Regions from separate parts of the Danio rerio genome. Here region 1 is linked to region 2. A link is a contact called in public HiCAR-type data. All regions are on one chromosome and are shown on one strand. The core of a region is the stretch at or near the end of the contact, and the rest is flanking DNA. Distances in the headings are between cores, read along the strand shown.

The links. HiCAR-type assays count read pairs that join an accessible place to other places.
Region 1: a HiCAR-type map of caudal fin shows a contact between it and region 2, with 4 times the contacts expected there. The contact joins the promoter of sinhcaf here to the promoter of si:dkeyp-38g8.5 in region 2. A contact is called at or near these places in 2 of 4 datasets of contacts at active chromatin or transcription factors (caudal fin and embryo).

What each region holds. Positions count from the first base shown.
Region 1 is chr4:17,231,056-17,237,248 of GRCz12tu, forward strand. It overlaps sinhcaf (SIN3-HDAC complex associated factor), which reads right to left and starts at 1,888. Exons shown (of 6, transcript NM_001025531.1): 1 at 1,858-1,888.
Region 2 is chr4:16,898,763-16,905,070 of GRCz12tu, forward strand. It overlaps si:dkeyp-38g8.5, which reads left to right and starts at 3,850. Exons shown (of 4, transcript NM_001123290.1): 1 at 3,850-4,046; 2 at 4,222-4,315; 3 at 4,463-4,550. The coding sequence starts at 3,923. It also overlaps a transcript of atp2b1a not described here.

The sequences.
Region 1 (6,193 bases), core at 638-3,137, 330 kb after region 2:
CTTAAAATACACACATTTTAATTATACAAAAAAACATTTAAAGTACGTTGTCTCAGTATTATTAGTTTGGTCCAATTCTAACAATATTTTATAAATATTAAGTTAATATTTTGAACAAAAAAGAGTGTGCGTGTGTGTGCGTGGGTTATCATCAGTCATCATCATCGCGTCAGCAGGATCAGATCTTAATGGACTGGAGCTGCTCTTATATAACAGGGTGCTGATGATGGAGCAGGACAGTCACCGGTGACGGACAGCAGCACTTTCATTTATTACAGAAGAAAGAAAAAACATCTGTATAAGCTTATCTGAAGCCTTTCATCGTGTATATACATGTTTTTTTAGATAGCCTAAATGTTACCATAGCCTACTATTGAAACATGTTTGTACAGTATAAGAGTTGAACGGGCGCTTGACTGTATATTCTGCCTCTGACGCAATTCAAACATGGCAACGCGTTTGAGAAGAGAGGAGGGGCAGAAAAATGGGGGCAAGAAAGTAATGCGATGCCGTCGCGGAAACCTCGACCAAAAGTGAATTCAACACGCTTAAATGTGTCACCTAAAGTTACCCATATCATATAATAACCGCATAATTAATATTTTGCGGCGTTTAGACGCACGGCCGTCCGCGCACTGCAGTGAAATGGTGCGCGCGTCCCGCTGTATTCACCGCCCACCAGCTCGCGCGGAAGCATGGCACGCCACACGGCATCTTTAAACACACACATTCAGCAGGTTTTCGCCGCAGTTTGCCAATAAAACGACCTCTGCTCTGTGCGAGGAATCAATTCGCAGGGTTTCCCTGATGTTAGACGTGTCTAATAAAGACAGCCAGCTGAAGGAAAGCGCTCTCCTCGTCCGCTGCTCTTTGTTTTCCGCGCGGCTCTGCGTCAGTGGCTCGTGCGCCTCCATGCTTCGCGCTCGAGACTGTAAACACATGCTGTCCGCGTAACAACTTCACCCAAGGACACAGAGCGCGACTAAACTCCCATTTGCAAGTTTATTTCATCAACAGGACGATTTAAGACACTTTTAAACACTCCAGCGCAATACTAAAACATCGATTTTATTAGCTCCACGATTAAATGCGTCAGTGACACCGCCTCCATCTCTCATGAAATGAATCTTTAAGACTACCACAGCTAGTTTTTATAAACGTCGACCTCTTTTGAGTTCCAGAAGCAGAAGTTTGTAAACGCATGTTGACGAGCTTGTGAAAATGCGGGTTTGTTTTGAAGCACACCCACCAACAGGAGTGAACAGACCACACGCAGTCACAAGGATAGTTCACTATCCCAAGTTCAAATCGAGTATAAACAGCGAAACTTGTCCTAAATGCGCGCAATGTGACGCCACGTTCGCGTTTATTAGATATTTCGTGTACATCTTATAATTCGCGCACCTATTTATTGGGTTTTTAAACGGAATACGAATGCAAATGTCCTATTTTTAAAAGCTCTTTCTATCTAAACAATCATCCAGAGCGTGTTTCTAATACGCCTAAGTTCTGTTATAAAGAAAATAAATCAATTCCGGCGTCAAATGTATCGATTTAGCCATAAAACACTTAACAGCAGCGATCCCCTGTAAAGGATGCGAGCGCCCTAAAATGTGATGCGCGGTATGAGCAGCCTCACCATCAAGTGTAAACACTGAACTTATCGCGCTTTTACCCTGAAGTAAAAGCTGAAAGTGTTTCGGCAAGCCTCCAAAGTCATCTTTCTGTTACACTGCTGACGAATGCGACAGCTTTCGCCCTGTCACACAACTTCTTTCCTCTCGAAAGGCGATGACATCTTCTGCACGCGTAAAAACTCCCAAGTTACTTTTACCCAAAAAGCCTTTTTATTCTTACCTCGACTTGGAGCAGTAGAAGTCAAACCACACAGCGAAATCCAAGAGTTACAGGCGTTACTCATTTAACAATGCGCCACTCGTTACTGTCTCACTTTCTGTCTGAGTGTAGTAAAATGTTTACGCATGCGCCGACGGCCATCCACCATTTTCTGAATTTCTTCAATCAACCTCATTTGCATACGCCGCTGACGTTTGACTGCGTCTGCATTCTATTGCCCATATAAGGAAGAGAAAATTACGCGGGAAACGTGGGCGGGTCCGGTTGCTAGGGGCAGCAGCCAGTGCTCTGCGATCCCGGTGGGCGGAGTTACGAGCTACTACTACGAGCAGAGCAGAGCAGATGTCGGAACAAACGCAGCAGCACATCCTTCAGCTCGGCAGCCATGAGCACATGTCGGCAGCTGCGGCTCTTCTGCATCTCAAAAGGTCGAGCTTGCGCTGTTTGGACACTCTGCTGCGCAAGTACTGAAAACACTGGAGGAGTTGAACGATATTAGACCTTATAAATGTAACACTTTCATAAAAACGCAGAAGAATTTTGGAGCAAGAAATGATTCCCTGAAGCAGTCATGTCAAGTGTAACGTTATATAGGCTATAGAGAGTGTGCTGTTTTGTTTGTAACTCAGTGTTTGTTTGTTTATAATATCCTATTCAAATATTTGTTAATCAATCAGTCAATAAATAAATAAATAAATAAATAAAAACTGTGCAAGCAGCTTGCAAAAAATAGTTCATCTTTAATTGTTTATAATGATACACTCAAATATGCCCACTTGTATACTATATAAAAGGCGAAAACAGTGTTTGAGAGGAGAATGACTATTTATTACCCTCCAAAAATAACATTGGCTGAAAACTATGCATTTAGGATGAGCCGAAACAGCACAATTCTCTAGTTTTTTTGGAACAACTTAATTATTTTATGTTCAACCCACTTATATTTGCAAAACTATCAAGTAAACTTAATTCATTCATGTTGTCCCAACACAAACTGAACCCAGCATTTTTACAGTGTAGATGAAGCAGATTAACTGTTCTGGTCTTCTCAACTTACATCAAACAAACTGATATATTAAGTTAAACGTTATATAACTTAGTTAAAACTTTATTAACTTATTAAAATAATATAAATATAAAAAGAAATATATAATCATTATTGTCATGACTTTGTCATTATTTTTAGTGTAAAATAAAAACAACATGCTAATATACAACTGTAAGCAGCTTGCAAAAAAACTTTTCACCCTCAAATATGCCCACTTGTATACTAGGTGAAAACAGTGTAGAGAATGACTATTTATTACTCTCCAAAAACAAGCTGAAGCAACACAATTATTGAGGTTTTTTTGAACAACTTCATATTTTATGTTCAATCCACTTAAATTTGTAAAAACTAAGTGTGTTAACTTAATTCCTATATGTTGTCCCAACACAAACTGAACCCAGCATTTTTTACAGTGTACTCCAAAAAAAGAGAGCACTTAAACAAATTACTTTGACTTGTTACAATTAAACGAATTAGGTTTGACAAACTTAATTTATGACTGTTTTCATAGTAAATTCATTTAGTTTTTCTTTAGGTGTAACAAGTTTTAGTCATTTTTTATGGCAAGTATTGTTTACAATTACACTGTAAAACCCAACAGTCAACTTTATCAGATGAAATGAGTGTAGTTAACTCAAAATATACTGAAAGTTCATTCTAGTCATTTGAAAAGAGTTTTGAACTCAGTGTTGAGGGTAATGGGTTAATTAAATTCCTCATTACTTCAGCATAAATGGATTAAGTTCACAGCACTCATTAGGGTTAGTTTTTCCTTTAACTTTAATAATTAATTATCTTAACTTTTTGGGTTTTACAGTATAGTAAACATTAATTTGCCACAAAACATAAAAGTGTTATTATTATATTAACATGGGATGGAAATCATTTTTACTGTAATTAAAGATTTTTTTACTATTATTACTATTTTATTAACAATATTATATTGAATGATCTGAACTGTTCCATTCTTGTTTTCCTAAATAAATTCCTAAAACTTGCTACAATAAAGAATTTATTACTGTCAAACTTAATTCATTTAACTGTAACAAGTCAAAGTAATTTGTTTTCACTTTTTACAGTGCAGCTAAATCAGATTAACTGTTCTAGTCTTCTTAACTTACATCAATCAAACTAATATATTAAGTTCAACTTTGCATAACTTATTCGTTAAAACTTTATTTACTTATTAAAATAATATATGCATAGAAAGTAATATAAAATCATTAGTTGTCATAATTTTTTAGTGTATGTCCAATATATATATATATACATACATTTATTTATATAGTGAACCTTACTGACTCATACTAGCGATAATGTTGATTTTTATCTGTATTATCCCTTGAGGATTTGTGAATAGAAGTGAAGCCATAGATCCCATGACAGTGAAAACAAGAATAGTTTCCATTTCATTTTTACTATACCCTTTTATACTGTATAGAGCACACTTAAAAAAAATCTTACATTGTATACCAAAGGGGGTTAAGTTGGTTCGAAAGACCCAACCCCACTAATAAAAGGTTCAGAATTTGTCCCATACATAAGCTCATTTGTCATATTTTGCCTGCTATTCCTTCTTAAATTATGGAAATAACCCAAATAAGTAGGCTTTTATTGAATGCAAACAATAATTTTTCATGAGTCCAACATCCAACTGTGCAAGAAAACACACAAATCATCTTTCACTACAAGCAACTTTTATTCTGAATCTTGGACCTTATTCTTGAAAAAAAAAACAAATGAAAATGTTTGAAGCACCGAAGGTTTATTTTGATGGTCATGTTGACTTTTTGTCAATAACTTTTAATTATAAACTTTTTTTCTTTTTCTTTTTTGTTTTTTTCTTTTTTTTTTTACAAAAAAAAAAATTTTTCAGATGGCAAAAATCTGATATCTGATCCGATTCAAAATCTGGCCAGTTTGTTATTTACCCCCCCAAAAAAATGACAATAGGCTACAGTTTGTCTGTTTGTTTTAATTCAAAACTTTAACAGACTGCTTTTTTCCACTGATGTATGATGTAATGGATTTGTATTTTTAAAAAAAAACTTTTTTTTTATTCATATTTCTTTATTCTAATTGTTTAGCAAATGTTTTTGGTACCTAAAAAGTGTGGTTATGACAGTGTGGCAGTATGTAAACCTGATAATTAAATAGAAAATAAGGTGAATAACTGCAAAACGTCCATTTTTGGAGAAAAAAAAGAACCACCCTTTTCACTAGGCTGGCTACTGGCCTGTATACAGTATAATTTGAGATGTGGCATATTTATAATTTACTAAATTGCTAATTCCTATATTTATTAGTAAATTCATGCAAAATAAGTTCATGTCCTCTGTATAGTACATATACACATATACAGAGACCCAGGTTACTTTTTTCCTTAGCAGAACATTTTAAGACATTTATCCGTTAAAGATTTTCTAGCTAAAACTGTGGTTCTTGGTGATGTATTACATACAAGTCAATCCAGGACCAAAAAACATACACAGCCAAAACAAAGTTACAACCAGCGATAGATACACTGAGGTCTTATGAAGTGAAGAAGTAAAACGTTTAGCATGTACAAGTATCTGAAAATCATTTACACCTTTATTACCTTTAATCCAGAGTCTCAACGAACAGTCCTGAGCATCATGAGCCACAGATATTAATGTAGTTTTGCCTGTACATTAGAAAAATATATACTTATTGAATTGAACAAAATTAATTTTAGTATGTCCAACTTCATTTGTTTAAGTTAAGCCTATATAAATTGTTTGCAACCACTTACCTTACCTCTTCTTATACTTTCATTGTGCCAGTAACTGTTTACTTTTACGAACTGCCAAGCATCATTTTCTGAACTGCTAAGAACCACCGTTTCACACACAGATAAACTTCTTTAATGTCCTTCGAAAGAAAAAAGTTAATAGTAAACTCAATTTGTTAGGGGTAGACTATTTCTTTAAAATGTATTTGTGATCACAAATCAAACAAGAGAGACACCCAAACTTTGCTTCTTACCTTTATGTACATTGTAAAACCCAAAAAGTGAAGGTAACTCAAACCATTTGAGGAAACCGATTGCAACAAACCATTTAAGTTCAAAAACTAACCCTAATGAGTGCTGTGAACTTAATCCATTTGAGTAAATGAAGCAATTTGAGCACAGTAAAACCCAATAAATGAAGAGAACTTAAACCAACTGAGTACTGTAAAACCTAATAAGTTACGGCAGCTCAAACCGTTAGAGAAGACCGATCGCAACAAACCATTTGAGTAAAAAAAAAAAAAAAATCCATACGA
Region 2 (6,308 bases), core at 2,600-5,099:
CACCTTAATGTTCAACAGTGATGGTCCTAAAACTCCATGGGCCCCAATTGTGCAAGACAATCAAAAAACCCCTCCTCCCAACTCAAAACAGTATAAACAGTGAGATGAAAGTCGATCTCAGCATTTTAAATGTACTTTCATCAAACATCTAAACAATAGTTTTGGTACCAGATGCACTGGGCTCACAAATAGTAGCATATACATTTAAAATGGATCAAAAATCAGTCACCTTAAATCTACTGAACAAATTTTTGATCCACTTCAAATGTTTACTACTGTACAGACAACTACAGACTTAATTTAAAATGAACTAAAATCCAAAGTAAAGTGTATAATGTACATTTAAAGTGTTTTAAAAGCTTAGTTTCAATTTCAATTCAATTTCAATTCTTCTTCAGTACGCCAGTGTATTTATTTATTTTAATAAAGTTACATTACTCAATTACAAACCATCACTCCTAAACATTTGCACAATCCCCCTTACAAAAAAACCCACACCACATAGAAAAAATGTGATTAATAGTAAAACAGGATGTCTGCAAATATGTTTTTTCAAATATAGTATAATGAAGCTCAAAACAACAACGCATAAACAAACAACAAATGAACACAAAATATCAGATTTAAGTTTTAATAGTAAACACAAGCTTAGGCATTTAATACAATCAATATTTACAAATTATTTCTCAAAATATAACTCATACTACAGGAGCTCTGAGTGCACTTGTCAATTCACATTCAAGTATTACCACAGTTACCCAGCAGTGGTGACCAGGCAGCCATGTGGCTTTGTCCCAAGGCTCTGAGTGGGTTGCACAGACCGCTTAGATCCATCGAGGAAGGTCGGCAACCTGTAAAAGTCTCTCAAAACACACATGCATCCGTTGGCAGAACAATGCATGCACACTTCTCACAAATTACACTGCGACAGTATGTGACTGCAAACGCTCTTACACCGCGTACACAATGAGTGGAGCGGGTTTACCTGCTGGCCACGTGCTGGTGGGCGTGGCTTACACGTCATCGCGCAGCTGTGACGCAGAGCGTTCCGTCTCCCCGAGTTGGAGTCTGCGCAATGCTGTGGGACAAGGAGAGCCGACAAAATGAAACCACATTCAACTCTCAATAAGCATCTCAAACATTTTGCGTTCAACGCCTTGGTTTCAATAAAACACTGTTCGATATTATTTTACAGGGCTAACCATTAAAACAACACGCACATATTACGGTCTATGCGTTCACAGCTGCCCGGTCTTCTCTTTCCGACGAGATCAAGTCAGGTTTCAGGGGAAACACCTCAGATTTCATTCCTGAAGAACAGCTCCTCGAAGTCTCGCTGCTGGAAGTCCAGCGATCTTTCGTAATCAGAGTCCGACGATGAGAAATGCCTTTCATTAAATGGCGTACGACTCACACCACACTCCTCTATCGAAACATCTAGCCGCTCTGCATACTCAATGTCCATTAAGTACTGCGTGGTGTTTCTTGGTGCCATGGCTACAGACGGTACAAATCTCTGATCGCCCGCAGCTGCTCTTTCGACACGGCCTGGGCTGAGCTGCGGTCTCCTGGATGACCAGGCCCGGACGCGTACCCTTCTTTCGTCGACTTTTGCTTGAAGAATTGTCCTTTTCTTTGATTTTGACCATTTCTGTTTATGATCAGGCGCGGTCTTGATGTCCTTCTGGTAGCTTTTCTTCATAGTGATGATTTCAGGACACATTACCCCCAAAAAAGTATTTGGTTGTACAAAAGAGCTATAAAAATTAGCGAGAGTTAAAGCAGAATAAAAAAGGCCTCTTGTATTCCTAAACAAAAAGACTTCGACCAAGGACGGAAGTTTCAGCTGTTGTCTCTTCAACGATCGTAAGAAAAACGTGGCTAAAAACGTCTGTCTCACGTACTCATAAGAAACTTGCGGATGTGACGTTTATCGCCGGCAGCGAATCAGCTTTCACCTCTTCTTTTTAGGCGGTGCTGAGCGGGGTTTGAAACAATGGACTAAACCATTTGTGCTCCATTAGCAACTGTTTGTTTGTCATTTTAAGAAAAAAATTCAACTTAAAACACGAGGAAAAGTATTGTGAACTTTTCTACAAACAAAACAATTCACCGAATATGTCAGGAATAGAGTTTCGCTTCTATTTTAATTATTCGTTTTTAGTATGGTCTGTCGTGTTAAATGAGAACAAATCTGATTATAAACAGTAAAAATACTCAAAAGGGGAATTGGGTTATTTTTATGTGAGAACAAAATTAGAGAATCTTATTATTTCTGGTATTAATTTTACTGGGCAGAGCTGTAATAATAAGATTTTAAGAATGTTAGTAAATACACAGCTTTTCCCTTCTAAAGTTAAGGACAGACACCTTTTCCCCCCTGAAGACAATGTGGTTAGAATTTGAACAAGATTTCTCTTTTCCACTTCTACCAAAGGCAAAAGAATTTCAGCTTTAAATTACTGACGATATGTATCCTTGTAATAAATTCCTCAGACATAGATTTAGTGTGAATTGTAGGCTAACATTTGTATCTTTTGTGAAGCACACTCATTAGAACATGTTTTATTTATGCACATTTTCAAAAAATGTTATGGGATGAAATTTGTGTTTGGTTACGATTAAAGCATGAAATACTTGATTTTTATTTTAAAACTGTAATTCATTCATGTATTCATTTTCTTTTCTGCTTAGTCCCTTTATTAATCCGTGGTCGCCACAGTGGAATGAACCACCAACTTAACCAGCACATGTTTTTACCCCCATTTTAAAACTGTAAAACATTAATATTTTTGTCAGAATTCTGATCTGGAATTTTTTGGTTAACAATGTTGTGAAAAAAATATTTCATCCATAATTGCAAATAAAAAAAGAAAGAAAGAAAAAAACTTTTTTTGCTTTTCCAGAAAGATATTTGTCTTCTTCAATTCTTTAAAGCTTCTGTGACATAAAAAACCTGTAAACTGTGTAGTCTGGTAAAGGTATTTTTTGATGATGAACCCCCTTGTACTATATTGCATTGTATTTTGCTATTTATTTTTATTTATATATGTTTTTTTTTCTTTTGTTTGTGGATGTTGCTATTTGGACTTAGTTGATAAATATGTTTTTACGATTGGTTTTTATTTATTTATTTATTTATTTATTTATTTATTCTGTATGTTCTTAATTAATTTTAAAAAAGTTGTTACTCATTCCACTTTCCTGTGCTCAACTTCCCCGTTAAGACAATTGATTTATATATATATATATATATATATATATATATATATATATATATATATATATATATATATATATATATATATATATATATTTAAAATACATATGTTGCGAAAAACATGTTGAAGAACATCCCCAAAACATTTAAATATACAATGAACTTTAGCTTAATTTGCGTGACTGACCGCTCCAAAATGTCGGCGCCCTTGACAAAAGTGCTTGAATCGTTCTACAGCCTTCTTTGTACTTGAGAGTCTTACGAAACAAACTTAATTCGAAAGATATGTGAAACAAACTGCATCTAATCTTTTCTCATCAACACGACAGTAGTTATTTTGACTCTAAATCTATAAAACATTTATTAAGCGACTGTATGATCATTTTTGTACAATCGAGATTCCCAATGAATTACAGTGCAGCCGATTTATTAAGAATCGTATGGTTCTATGAATATATTTACTAATTTAAAAGGCCTATGATAGTATGTAAAGACACATCATACAAGTAAGAATCTAAATACTTTAATAATAAATAATTCACGAGCCACATGTTGCAGCGAAACATATTATTTATATTATAATATCACACAACTCCATTAGGTGGCAGTATATAGTTTGTGTTCGCAGTGAACCAACAGCAGAAGAAATGAACGAAACCCTCCATTTTCTCTTCTAGTGCCCTTCGCTTGTGCACTAGCGCCATGAGTAGCGCACTTGATGACTCAAAGACAACAGACACAAGTATGGACCACGAACTTTACACTGTACAGAGTCCCTCCGATGACATTAAGGATGGCCCAGAGCATTCAGAATTCATTTATAAGAGTGAGTAGCAATCATTTCGTGCATCTAAAGTGTCATTGCATTCAATTATCTCTCCCATTTTTTTAGCAGTTTAGCATTGGGCTGGTCATGTAAATTGGATGCATGCATTATACAAATCACGTGTTCTACTTTTATTAAAATCTGCACGTGTGTGTTTATGTGTGTGTGGTTCAAGTGTCAAATGAAGAGTTTGTCAGATTCGTGAAGTTACGAGTGACCAACGATGCACTTTTCACTGGAAAGAGAAATTCTTCAACTCTGGCTTACAGGTAAACCGGGCATCACCAACCCTCAGTTACACACATGCATACTCACCCATGCAGAAGTCCATGCAGGAAAAAAATAATTATGCTGTAGATGTTTGTACCAGCAGCCTGCAGGAATTTTGATGTGAATTCTGCATTTGTGTGCTGTAGGGCCATCCTGAAAGAGCTGGGTCTGCAAAGGGAGATTTCTGCCAGCCAGGCCAGGAGAAAATGGGAAAACCTTAAGATGAAGTATAAGGTATGCTGATATACCACTTTATGAGGGTGCAGTTTTCAATTCTGGCCCCCCAAGCACATCCACATCTTGGATATTGGCCAAATTTAACACACCTGAATCAACTCACAAGCTCATCAGCTGAGGACTCCACGAATCTTTTAATCAGTTTCCTTCAAATAATGATATATCCTATTGTAAATTACAGATACATGTGTGTGAAGAGTATGTATTATATTCATACACAAATGAAAATAACAGACAAAATTAACTAAAATTACATTTTTAACATTAACATTGTCATTAAACTAAATGATGACGAATCATGGTAAATAAAGGTCAATTTCAAAATATCTATGTGAAAAATATTAAATCAATACAATACACATGGTTTACATAAATATGATATTTTACAATTAACATAAATATATAAACAACAATACAAAAATATGAACTAAATGACATTTACTAGAATGACATAAATGAATTATTATTAATAAAAATAAATTGTAAATATTTCTATATATATATATATATATATATATATATATATATATATATATATATATATATATATACATATATATATATATATATATATAATATTCATCACATATTTTAATTATTACTAGTAATACATTTATATTAAAAATATTAATATATTTCTAAATCATTTATCACATATAATTTATCATATATATACATGTGATGAAATGTTTATAAATATATTAATATTTAAATGCACATTAATGCTAAATACTACATTTACAATTTCATGAATTTATATAAATAAACAACATCAATAGCAATTACTAAACATTTAAAGATGAATATATTAGAATATATTAAATAGATGTACAGTACATATCTATCTATAATTAGCAGTATATTTTATGCAGTAATAAACAATTCATGGGTAAACATATTTAAAGCTAAATGTTAAATAATGTTATAACAATATCATAACATTAATACAAAATATGCAAAACCTGAACTAAATTGTATTATATTTTAAATTGCTAAACTTTAAAATGTCATAAAATCATAGTAATACTAATATTACTACACTCTACATATAATTAAAATAAACAAAATTAAATGAGATTTATCATCAATAAAAAGTCTTATATCTCAAAACTAAATTTGAGGCCTTAAAAAGTCCTAAAGTTATTAAAATATTGTGTTGCAGGTCTTAAAACTTTTTAAGCAGGTCTTAATTTTCCTTTGCTCACGTGTAGCTACTCATCCAATAAATGAATAAAGAAACTTTTAACTTTTTATTTGAAAATGTACTTTTTAACTCTATTTACCACAATGTACAATAACGTTTGTTTAAAAGGTTTCCATGTATTTACTGCTGAGATAGCTCACCTGAACAGACTGTTGTGCATACATTTAGTTTAATATGGTTTTTAAAACCTTTAACATATTTTTTGATTTTTAAGAAAAGGTTATGTTGAAAAAAGTGTATGTATGCAACAATATTTAAAATATTTTGCTCTGAATTAGTTAAAATACATTTTTTTTAAATCATTAAATTATTATTATTGTATTATTGAATTTATTAAATTATAAAAAGTTTGATAGGGCAAATAAAAATAGCGTTTAGCCCTGTATGAAGGTGCTTTCACACCTAGACTTTTGTTTCAGAACTTGGCACGTTTCCCCAGTTAGCACGGTTCGTTTGGCATATGTGAATCCAACAATCGCGCTCAGGCCCGCGCCAAAAAATCGGTCCGAGATGGCCTGAATAAGGTGGTCTCGGCTCAATTGAAACAAAAT